Regions from separate parts of the Astyanax mexicanus genome. Here region 2 is linked to region 1. A link is a contact called in public Hi-C data. All regions are on one chromosome and are shown on one strand. The core of a region is the stretch at or near the end of the contact, and the rest is flanking DNA. Distances in the headings are between cores, read along the strand shown. Region 1 holds the start of f7l (coagulation factor VII, like). Region 2 overlaps pou2f1a (POU class 2 homeobox 1a).

Region 1 (5,285 bases), core at 1,341-3,840:
CCCCAAAAAGATTGTACAGATTGTTAAAAAAGTTCTCCAGTGTCTTCAGAACAGATGATGTTGGTAATGTTACCTTTGTCGCAGTTGCGTCCCTCAAACTTGGGTGGACATATGCAGATGTAATTATTCCCCTGACTGTTACAAGTGGCCCCATTCGCACATGGCTCTGATTTACAGTGGTCCGCCTCTGCAAAAACACATGATTTTGATCAAAGTATGAATCAAGGCAAATACATGGGGAAGAGATTTTAAGGCAGACTTTTCCAGTGACTACCGTACCTGTGTACACCTTCCAAAACGCTTGCTGAAAAACAAAAAAGTTAAAAGATTTGTTGGGCTGTGGACAGTTTTAGTCAGATTTGCAACATCTTGAATGTTGGTCATTATTTAGATGTATTAGTACACAAATGTTGGTTCAGTTCACATCACAGTTCGGTATGAGTAAGGTACACAATTACAGTTACCATAGCAATACTCCTAAACTCAATAAAGTTCCCACAATACAAGGCAAATCCAATGGCTTCCACATTTATATTGGCATACAATTTCTATTACACCTATATGGACCCTGTTGTGGTGTTTAATTAAGCTATGTCTACCAGTTGCTCAGGCACAGTGATGATCTCTCTGGCCTCCTCATAGGAACATTTCTCCTCCAGACACTCCCTCTCCAGATTCCCAATTTTCAGCTCCTCCAGGAATGAGTTAGCACGTCGGAAGCGATGCAGAAACACCTGGTTAGCTTCAGTCCTACTGAGGAAAACTGGAGCTGACAGGTGTGGTACCCATGAAAATGAATAAAAAAGGTTAGGGTTAGTTCATGCGTTGGGGAGATGTGTGTTTCTGCTCTCACTCCTTCTCTCACTCCAATGATGGTCTTCATCTCAAAGTGACCAGCTTTGCAAAACATCTTTGACTGAGTCATAGGGCCCTATCTTAAACCCTCAAGGGCACATTGCTATCTTACACCTTGTCAACAGTCTATTTTCACACCTTGCGGCCTTAAAATAGTATATCTATAGTGATGCCTATAGATGCAGTGTCTAATAAGACCATACCTGTCAAGTCTCCCGTTTTGGCCGGGAAATTACCGTATTTTACTCCTCTTTCCCGCCGTCCTCCTGTATTAGTATTTTCCCGTAAATTTCCGTATTTTATTAAAATAATAAAATATATATTATTGAGGACACAGGGCACTGACCGCTCTGTGTCTCTTTACCAATCGTGGAGCCAGTTCAAGGAGAAAGTCCCGCCTTTCAGGAGAAACAGCCAATCAGCTTGCAAAGGAGGGTCAGTGTGGGGAAGCCCCCCGTCGCGGTGAGTTCAGGGAGCTAGTCGGAGCAGCTGATGTTAAAACATATCTGGATATTCAGCGATTTTTCTTAAAGAAAGGTAACGGTAGGCTAATCATGGAAACTGTGATGAGATTTTTCTGATAGCTGCTTAAAAATACTCGTCTCCGAAATAAAACACACAGATTAAACCTTTAAAAAAAAAAAAAATACAGCTTGTGAGAGGACCGAAATTATCTGAACTGATCAGGGGTGGAGTGATCAAAAGAAAGAAGTATTAATTAAAAGTTATTAATTGTGTAGGCCCCTTAGGACTAATTTTTACTGATGGAATATATCTGGTCCATGTCCTTTTAGTAAAAGCTCATGATACTATTTTTAGGTCACCAACAGTCATTTTGCAGAATTTGCGGACACTTTGTTAAATTTTAAATCCATTAAATAAATAAAAAATATATCATATAAAAGAGTGCATTTATGCCAAAAAAGACATGAAATCTTAACTTTTTTTAATATCTAGAAAAGGGTTTTTAATTTGGCTGTATTAAAAGAATGACATATGTAGGAATGTCCACAACATTTCAGATTCTGATAATCTAATTGTACTGTGAAGGTGGTTTACATGTGTCTTAAAATGTAAGGGATACTGAACCTTTGTTGGGCTGGTGGGACGGCTTTAAGCGGACAGAGGAAAATATCCCTTATTTTTAAATCTAAAACTTGACAGGTATGAATAAGACTAATAGTACACATATCTGCCCAAGACATAACTGCATACTATGCAATCTGCTCTATTACTTTGTCAGTTAACACATAATACAAGTCCTGTGTGTTGGCATTGAAAAAATAACAGTATAAAATATAAAATGTCAAATAAGCTTTTGTGTATTTCAGTTAGATGGATTTGTTGTGTTTTAGACATTACATACATTTAAAATTCATTTTAATGTGTTTACATTATTCAGTTTGTGACAGAAGTGTTTGAAATATGCAGATTTAGTACATTTTCCTCATTTCTGCCATTGAGACAGCAGAGGGAAAGACTCAGCTGTTTAAACCTGACTAACAGACATAGACAAATAAAAATTCCTAATAACAACTAGAGGCTAATTGTGGTTTAGACTTGGTGTTATTTTCCTACTATCATGTATGTGTTCATTTAACAGATGGTACAGCTTACCCGCTGGATGCCCCAAGCAGGCCGGGACACTGAGCAGTGTGATTAAAAAGCACAGCTTCATTCCGCATGGGCTCGACTCCATTATGTTGTGCTTTGTACTCAACAGGTTCTGATCAAAGTTCAGTTCTGTGCTTCTCTCAGACCTATGGGGTGAACACCAAAAGGGGGGTGGTCTGTGGACTACATGGCACACTAGTACTGGAGCTTAAACAATAAGAAAGAAAAAAACCTTTTGATTCAGCAGTAGGTGGTGCTATTTCCTTGTGCAGCAACAGCAATACAGTCAGTGATATTTCATTTTATCCTCCCTTAAAACAAAGAAACACTGTGCAAAGGTACAAAATCTAAGATCCTATAATTTTTACCTTTTTTAAGGTCTCAGGCCTCATAGTCTTTAGATTTAGAAATAAAAACAATAAAAAACAATATGATTACTGAAAAACACTTTATTTACTCATTTGTTCATTTACAGTAACATGAATTGTAAATGTTGCATGCTGCTCTATATAATGTCAATGTAATGTCATGCTCGGAGGTAAAAAAAAAAAAAAAAAAAAAAATATATATATATATATATATATATATATATATATATATATATATATATATACATATATAATATAAATTATTAACAACATGTAGCATTTAACCTTAAAACAACACCTTTAAAATCATTAAGATGCTCCATTAACCTGCAACATAGGAAGAATAGCGTTGCTGTCCTTGCTACTTCAGGTCCAGAATGTTGCTATCTATACTGTAACTCAGTAACTGTGCATTTTTATTTATGCACAATTCTATAATATTACTCTACTACCTCAGTCCACATGATTATTTCACTTCCAGTGACTATTTTGTAAATCTCAGCCTGTCCAGAAATGCACATGTAAAGTGTGTCCATTAGGAGTGTCTGAAGCACAAATACACTTCTCAATTATAAAGCAATTCAAAGCAGTTATACAATGTTGCCTACACATGTATCTAATCTGTATCTGAATAAATAAATGAATACTAGGCCCAAGGTAATAACATCTTCATAAGGAGAAATCTAAACTACAGTGACACAAGGATTCAGGCACAGAAATGCCAATTCCTTTAGTGTATTTATTTTTGATTTATTATGTGTATTTAACAGTTACAACAGGTACAGCATAATGTGTCATTTTAAAATTGTTCTCACAATTAACAAAATTCAGAATAGCTGGTAAATGTAATATAAAATTAACAAAGGTAAATAAAAATACAAATAAAAAGTGACCAGAACTGTATATCTTATACAAAAAGATAACATATAAAATAATCTAATCATCACTAGTTATATGCATATGATTCAAAAACAACCTTTCAGAATGATGTCGGCAATGACCTAATATGTATTTGTCACACATTAATGCAAAGCATGTTACATTTTGTCTTAGTGGAGAAGACCAACAAATCCACTGATAAACTATTCACCATATTTTTTGCACAATAAGGTGCACTTAAAATCCTTTAATTTTCCCAAAAATCGTCAGTGCGCCTTATGTACGAAATTTACCAGTCAGGTTGTAAGGAGCAATACATCCACTCCGCTGAAGTGCAGGAGTTTCAGTTTAGTTCTCCAGCACGGGACTGGAGCAGTATTAGCATTAGCCGCTAACCGCAGTGCTAGCTCTTTTGCTGTTCAGAGAAGAGAATTTTGGTCTGTAGTCTGCATGTTTACCGTGCTAAAACAAGCTACATAGGACGAACTGCTAGCTAATAGCAACCTTCTTCTGCTAACTGCACAACAATATTAGAAATCTAAGTTTACTGTAAAGAAACAAAAGTGAAATCTGTGTAGGTTAACATCCAGCACTTTCCAGCATGTTTGTTTACTTAGTACATGTTTGTTTACTTAGAAATTTACAGGCACTTTGACAGCTGGACCGAGAAAGGACAATCAGAACAAGCAACAAAGTTATGGCCACCTAATGATCCACAGAGACAGACATGATCTCACAACGTTTGTTCAAAAATATTTGTGTAAAAGATCAAAATAATCCTGAATTTAAGAGGGGAAGTTTAAAGAGTGGAAAGTTGTCCCGTATTGCTTTTCTGCTCATGCTCACTGAAGAACTTGGAAAAGTCGTGTGTAGATTACTCAATTGTACTTATTTACAGAAGTCTTTCATACAAAATTACAAATTTAAATTATTAGGATTTTATGAAAAAAGTACAGTTCACTTATGTTAAAAGTAGGCACATCATTTATAATATTTATAACTGTATAAATAATAAAATTATAGAAGTGCTACACAAAAGAATAAGGCATGAGAAAATAGTGTGTTCCACATTTTAGGTTTTATGCTACTGTGTGCATTACACCAACACTAATTTGACTTATCATTACCAATAGTTCAATAAACTACAAAACTATCAAAAAATTTTTTTTGAAGCTTCTCCCTTCATATGGTTGGTTTTATATTCTGTAGCAAGGAGAGGATTGATTTGTAAACTGAAGGTGGCACAGTGGAGGTTAGAAACCACACATCCTCGTGGGCACCGTTTCCTGTGTAACTGGTATAAAACTGAGAATGCATGCACAAACACGGAGAGACCTTTAGCATCAGCCATTATTGCAGATTCTTCAAGGTAACAGGAATTTGCTCCTTTGCTGTCCTTAGCTTTTCCTTCCAGGCTTGAGGGACGGCTTCACCAGCATATCCAGCCCTGGCACCCAGGAGAGCCCCCAGAGCTGCACCTCTGTTACAGTTCTCACCTATGGAATACAGAAATCAGGCATATAATTATGCAGCTAAATCAATAAAAATACTTTATTTCAGTAATCCAGT
Region 2 (5,558 bases), core at 1,606-4,105, 78 kb after region 1:
TATAAAATTAAACACAGCCTTAAAGATAACCCTAATCTATAATGTCTCTTCTAAATAGTTATATAGGCATTGTTAATTATTAAGGCCAGTGAGGAGGGGAGGGGGTGAATAGAACAGCTGCTGAATAAAACAGCAGTTAGTCAGGCACATAGAAAAGGTACAGAGAATTTTAGAAAAGCTGGTTAGCTTTGTTTAAAGCCAATGGTAAAGTGTAATAATTCTATTAAACTGAAGTACTTTTCTACGCTGGAGTAACAAATCACTCATCCTACAACATTCAAGTAACTGTGAGCATCACTAATCATTGGAATGCTCTATGGCCACATCTAAAGCTGCGCTATTCATCTAAAAACCATAGATATATATTTCCACAAATCCAGAATGCCTTTAACATCAGTATTACGCTTTAGTATTAAATGCTGCTGAGGTATTTCTACAAAAATATATACTCTCTACAAAGTCCAACAGTCTTTATGTACATATGATAAACAGCCTCGGGTAGATGCTGAACCTACAACACATGCATTTTTGATCTACTCAGTCTATTTAAAGTCATTTATGAAATTTGTTTTTATTTCTATTTCTATTGAAATTTAGCAGCTACCAGTTTACTTTGGTTGAAACTTCTTATCAGATCTATTTGCCTCAACACCATCGCTCAAATGCTGAGCTAGTCTTTAAAAAGAGATAAAAAAAAAAGTAATAAAAAAATTTTATTATTAGCTTTTGCTCAGCTAACATGACCTATCCATGCTCCTCATTCTTTCATAGTTACTGTTTAATAACCCACATTATTTATAGTGTGTTTTATTAATTTCCAATCACATTTATTTTGTTTGTGTGTAGCTGATTATGTGGTTTTATTCATCATGGGGTTCAATACACTTTTGCTTTATATGGTGATCTGCCACCAGAGTCTGCACAGAGGATATTTAAGAAATGTTGCACTGTCAATGCTTTCCTTTGCAATGCTATGTGGCTTCTGTGAAGCAGCCAATCAGAGCAAAGCTCATAAAATTGGAAAAAACAAACAAACAAACAAAAAAAAGTTTAATTCTAGGGCCAAATCATACATACTTAAGGCTGATTCAAACCTAGTGCGATAATGGACTGCAGTAGCTCAAGTTGTTCAATGTTTATACATTTTGCTCCACTGTCCAAGGCGACTGCATTTTTCGATCACAAGAAAGCTTTAACTAGCTTTTATTTAACTAGGGATGTAAACACACTGGTATTTTTTAAATTATGCTTGATAAATATAGATTAATATAATTAATATAACTAACTCATTGCTGTGATCCATTTAAGCTTCCGGGTCTGAAATTTATTGTTTGTGTGTCTAACACTCTCCCTACAACCTTTACTAATTAGAAGCCACATTAGAAGAACACTACACATTTATTCATTTAGTTTTTTATCCCAAACTTTAAAGAAAGCAAATTGATTTTATATTGTCATTAATTAATCTGATTAAATAATTTTTATCAATTAACACCACTTGTACATATCTGTTGTGCGTTAGCAAAAACAACCACACAGCATGTGATTGAACACATGCTTCACCACTGAACCAGCTTTTAGTTCTGCACTACACTCATGTGAAAGGTATGGGAATTTTGTCCAACCTGGAAACAGTAGCTATGAAAGAATACATTTGTGAGGGAAGACAGGATAAATATGTTATTGTGCAAAGCTACATTAATAAAGAAACTGCCTAAATGTTTCTCTTACCTTTTAAAACCAAATTAGTGGAAATGTTACTAATTTTACAGATCTGTTACAGAAAAAACATATGAACACTGTATAAAGTGTCACACTATAAATGTTTCCTGTATTACATTTGTTACTTATATAAATCAGTGCTGTTTACAGACAACCTCCACCCTTGAGTCACTGTCCCATTGATCAAGAGCTAAAAGTAAAATCAGTGTTTGCAGACGATGGTTCAACAGAACAAAGACCACTTGCATTGCTCTTGAAGAGGCGCTGCTTTGAACCAGAGCCTCTGTGTTTTATTTCTAGTTTTTTTTTAAAGCCTTCTAACCGAGTTCATAAAGTGATGCAATAGTCAGAACAATAACAATTTTAAAAAGCCCCGAAACATCCACCAAGACAATAGTTTTCAGTAACATATCTAAATTAAACTATAAAATATATGAAATGATCATGGTTGTAAATCTGAAATATTCTACAATGGACCTAAAAACAAAGAGGCCCAGAAATAAAAGGAACCTTGTACAAAGTGAAATATAAACTCTCTTGTGCTGAGTAATCTCATTTATATAAGGACGTTCAGTTTGTTAACTTATCAAAAAAGTCTTATATTTTTGGTTGAGTGTGTCATTTTTTTTTAAGCTGATTTTTTAAAAGAAAAAAGACCCTCCAACCCATGCAAACAAAATATAAGATAAAGATAATACATCTGCTTCCTCAGCATGTGCCACAAGTAGTACAGCGAGTACAGTCAAAAACGTATTTAGGTCCTAAGACACAATTTGCTAAGAAAGAGAGTCCGCATTGTCCAGAAAAAAGGAAAAATAGTTTCCTGGCACAAGGAGGAGAAGGTTAAAGAATAGATGTAATAATAAAAAGTCTCAATATTTGGTAATAGCACAGGGATTAAATAAAGTCTAAGAAAAGAGAAGGAAGAAGCCAGAAGTTCATTGAGCCTTGGAGGCCACAGTGATGCTTTTGACTGGCAATGCTGTTGCAGCAATAGCGCTCTGGTGCATGCTATTGGTCACCTGTAGGTTTAGAGCCCCACCTGTGACTCCACCTGTTGACAATACACTGGTGGGGAGAAGTGACAGAGTGGAGGGGTTCAGGAAAAGAGGGGTGGTCACCAAGCTGGGACCTGTACCTCCTGCACTCGTGTTGGCAAACAGCATGTTGCCGTTTCCGTCGATGGAGGTGATAGGTAATGTTCCTCCAGACGCCAGTGCTGAAAGAAAAAAATGAACAAATTATCAGTATTGGTATTGGACAGATGATATTTGAAAATTGTTTCCCAAAATGTAATGTTAAGCTAGGTATTTCTAATTTCTACATTTCATACACTCATCATCAAAAACACATTTGCATCTAGAAGAAAGATTACAGTGCTATTCATAAGAAACACTCTACAACGATTACCAGGAACAATAAAGGATTAAAAATTAAGACTGAAAAACTGGGAATTCATCATGGTCAACACCAAAAACACTGGTTTGTTGTTGCATGCCACATGACATATTACCTTTGGTCTTCAATATAGGCACTTTTACAGCCCTATCGTAGCTAAATTTCAACAGGAAAATGCTTGTCCACCAGCGATGTCAGTAACGTGTTACTCTAATCTGACCATTTATAATGGTAATCTAAGCCTTATAACCTAAACCTATGGCTGCTCTTTTTTTTGCTCTTTTTTCGACAATATATATCGCGATATTAAACAATACAGGGCCCATGACGTCACCAGCCCCGACAGCACCCATGTGCTGTCAGCACCGTGGAAAAAAGCAAATCAACAGTAAACTGCCCTTTAATCAGGCATATATATGGCTTTTTAAAAAGTTAAGAAAAGCGATTTTCTGGAATTAAAATGTAAATTCAGCGGTAATTGGAAATATTTGTGCAAAACTGTGCTGGACTGAGGTGCACAGCTTTCGACAAGTGCGTTTACAAGCACGTGTCCAACCATGTGGATAGAGGCCATGCGGTTACCTCGTGTTTACCCCTATTGGTTGTTCACTCTGTCTTGGAGACAAAGTGCTACCTAGTTTCAAAAACACAACGTCAAATGTGAAGCAATGTTTGGAGTCGCAGTGGCACACTTGCAGAACAAATCTCAAAGGTGGAGCAAAGCTTCCAGTAAAGTGAGTTTTAGCAAAACCGTTTTATTACGGCAGCAGTAACTTAAAAGTTATAAACATAACTTACTTAGTTACTTAGTTATAGTTACTTAGTTACTTTTAAAATCAAGTAATCCATAAAGTAACTAAGTAACCTTTAAAGGGGTAATCAGTAATCGGATAACTTTTTCAAAGTAACTATGCCTCACTGTTTTCCACATATGGCTGCCCATATGGCTACTGATATTGCCCATATCAGTATAAAACTTAATATACTGTCCCTGGTAACCTTTGCCGTCCTCCTGAATAGCACTGTGTCCTCCCTTCTGGGTGCAACTATAACTATAACTATAATAAACAAATCAGCAATGGCGACATTAAAACCACATGCCTAATATTGCACAGGTTCTCCCTGATATCACTAAAACTGCCCCACAAAACCAACCTGAATGTTTTGGAGATGTTCTGACAAAGCCTTCTTGTAGCTCCAATACTGACGGTTCTTTTGCTGCCTAATCTATTCAACCTGTTTAACACGTGACAGTATACAATACACAACTAAAAAGCAGGATATACATATACAAACCTTGAATGGTGGCCAGTGTGGAGTTGTTCATTAGTGCTGTTGGATTCAGAGCATTGCCAAGAGCTGCTGGAGCCAAACTCAGTAATGTTCCCCTGGCAGAGACCACATTAATTAACACAAAGCTCAGAATAGACTGCAAATATAAAATGAGTAAATACAAGAAGAAGGTCCTGTGTTTCTGTGCAATTTAACATGAATAAATCATAAATGGCATTTGATCATTGCTAGGCAATATACCAGAGTAAAGACTCGTCACAAACAAACCACTCCAGTTTAAACTTAAATTGATTTATTAAGTATCAAGTAGAACGCTTTTCTATATCCAGATCCATATATAAGTAATATACAGTAAATGTATCAACTATATCTAGGTGATTCATATTGCAAATGCATAAATTGCTCTCACACAGAAAAATGATTGAAGATTCATTACTCACCCTTGCGTTAACTGGGAGGGCGCAATGATTCCTGCTGCTGCTGCCATGGCGGCCAGGTTAGCTCCACCCAGCGCAGCTGGCGTCACCACAAACTGACCTGCACCCTGTGCTGCTGTTGCAATGGTGGCACCAGCCTCAGATGCAGCAACTGCATTCTGCCTAGAACTGCTCAGGGTTACGGCAGTGGCAGAGGTTGTGAGTGATGGTGATGTGATCGTTGAAGCTGGAGTGGCGATAGCTGGTGCCAAAGAAATGACTGACGCTGTGTTTGAGGTGACCGGACCCAGAGTTGTACCTGGAAATAACGGTGGGAAGAATTTTTGTTTCCTATTTTAGTTTAAAAAGTAATGTTTGCAGAAATTTCTTAAAAGTCTCTATTAGTTTGGTACCTGCTAGAATAACAGCATAAACTGGCATGTTTAAAGTGATGGGATATTTCAATTAGGGGTGGGCGATATGGCTCTAAAATAATATCACGATTTTTCAATGTATTTTTGCGATAACGATATACTTGGCGATATAGGAAAACTAAAATAATTCATTCATTTCAGGAATATAGTATAATAGTATAACAGAATAATCATAATGTGGCAAAATAAATATTATAGCATAAAATAATATAATGCAGCAAATAGTATTGCAGAATATTTAGTGCATGCATATAAACTGCAAACTAAAACAATTATACAATAAATACACCTAAAG

What was found. Hi-C and Micro-C count contacts between places; a contact is called where the count stands out from the background.
Region 2: a Hi-C map of blood shows a contact between it and region 1, with 4 times the contacts expected there. The contact joins the enhancer-like site here to the promoter of f7l in region 1. A contact is called at or near these places in 2 of 3 Hi-C or Micro-C datasets (blood and muscle).

What each region holds. Positions count from the first base shown.
Region 1 is chr21:19,315,871-19,321,155 of AstMex3_surface, forward strand. It overlaps f7l (coagulation factor VII, like), which reads right to left and starts at 2,591. Exons shown (of 8, transcript XM_007254851.3): 1 at 2,473-2,591; 2 at 600-769; 3 at 280-304; 4 at 74-187. The coding sequence starts at 2,554. It overlaps LOC103045776, which reads right to left. Exons shown (of 9, transcript XM_022674856.2): 9 at 3,117-5,212. The coding sequence ends at 5,067.
Region 2 is chr21:19,393,161-19,398,718 of AstMex3_surface, forward strand. It overlaps pou2f1a (POU class 2 homeobox 1a), which reads right to left. Exons shown (of 14, transcript XM_049469815.1): 12 at 4,854-5,148; 13 at 4,417-4,508; 14 at 1-2,941. The coding sequence ends at 2,661. Among protein-coding and RNA genes, the nearest start is that of LOC125785845, 14 kb to the left of the region's middle. Within about 2 kb of position 2,856, the one cell type or tissue checked has an H3K27ac peak away from gene starts, as active enhancers do.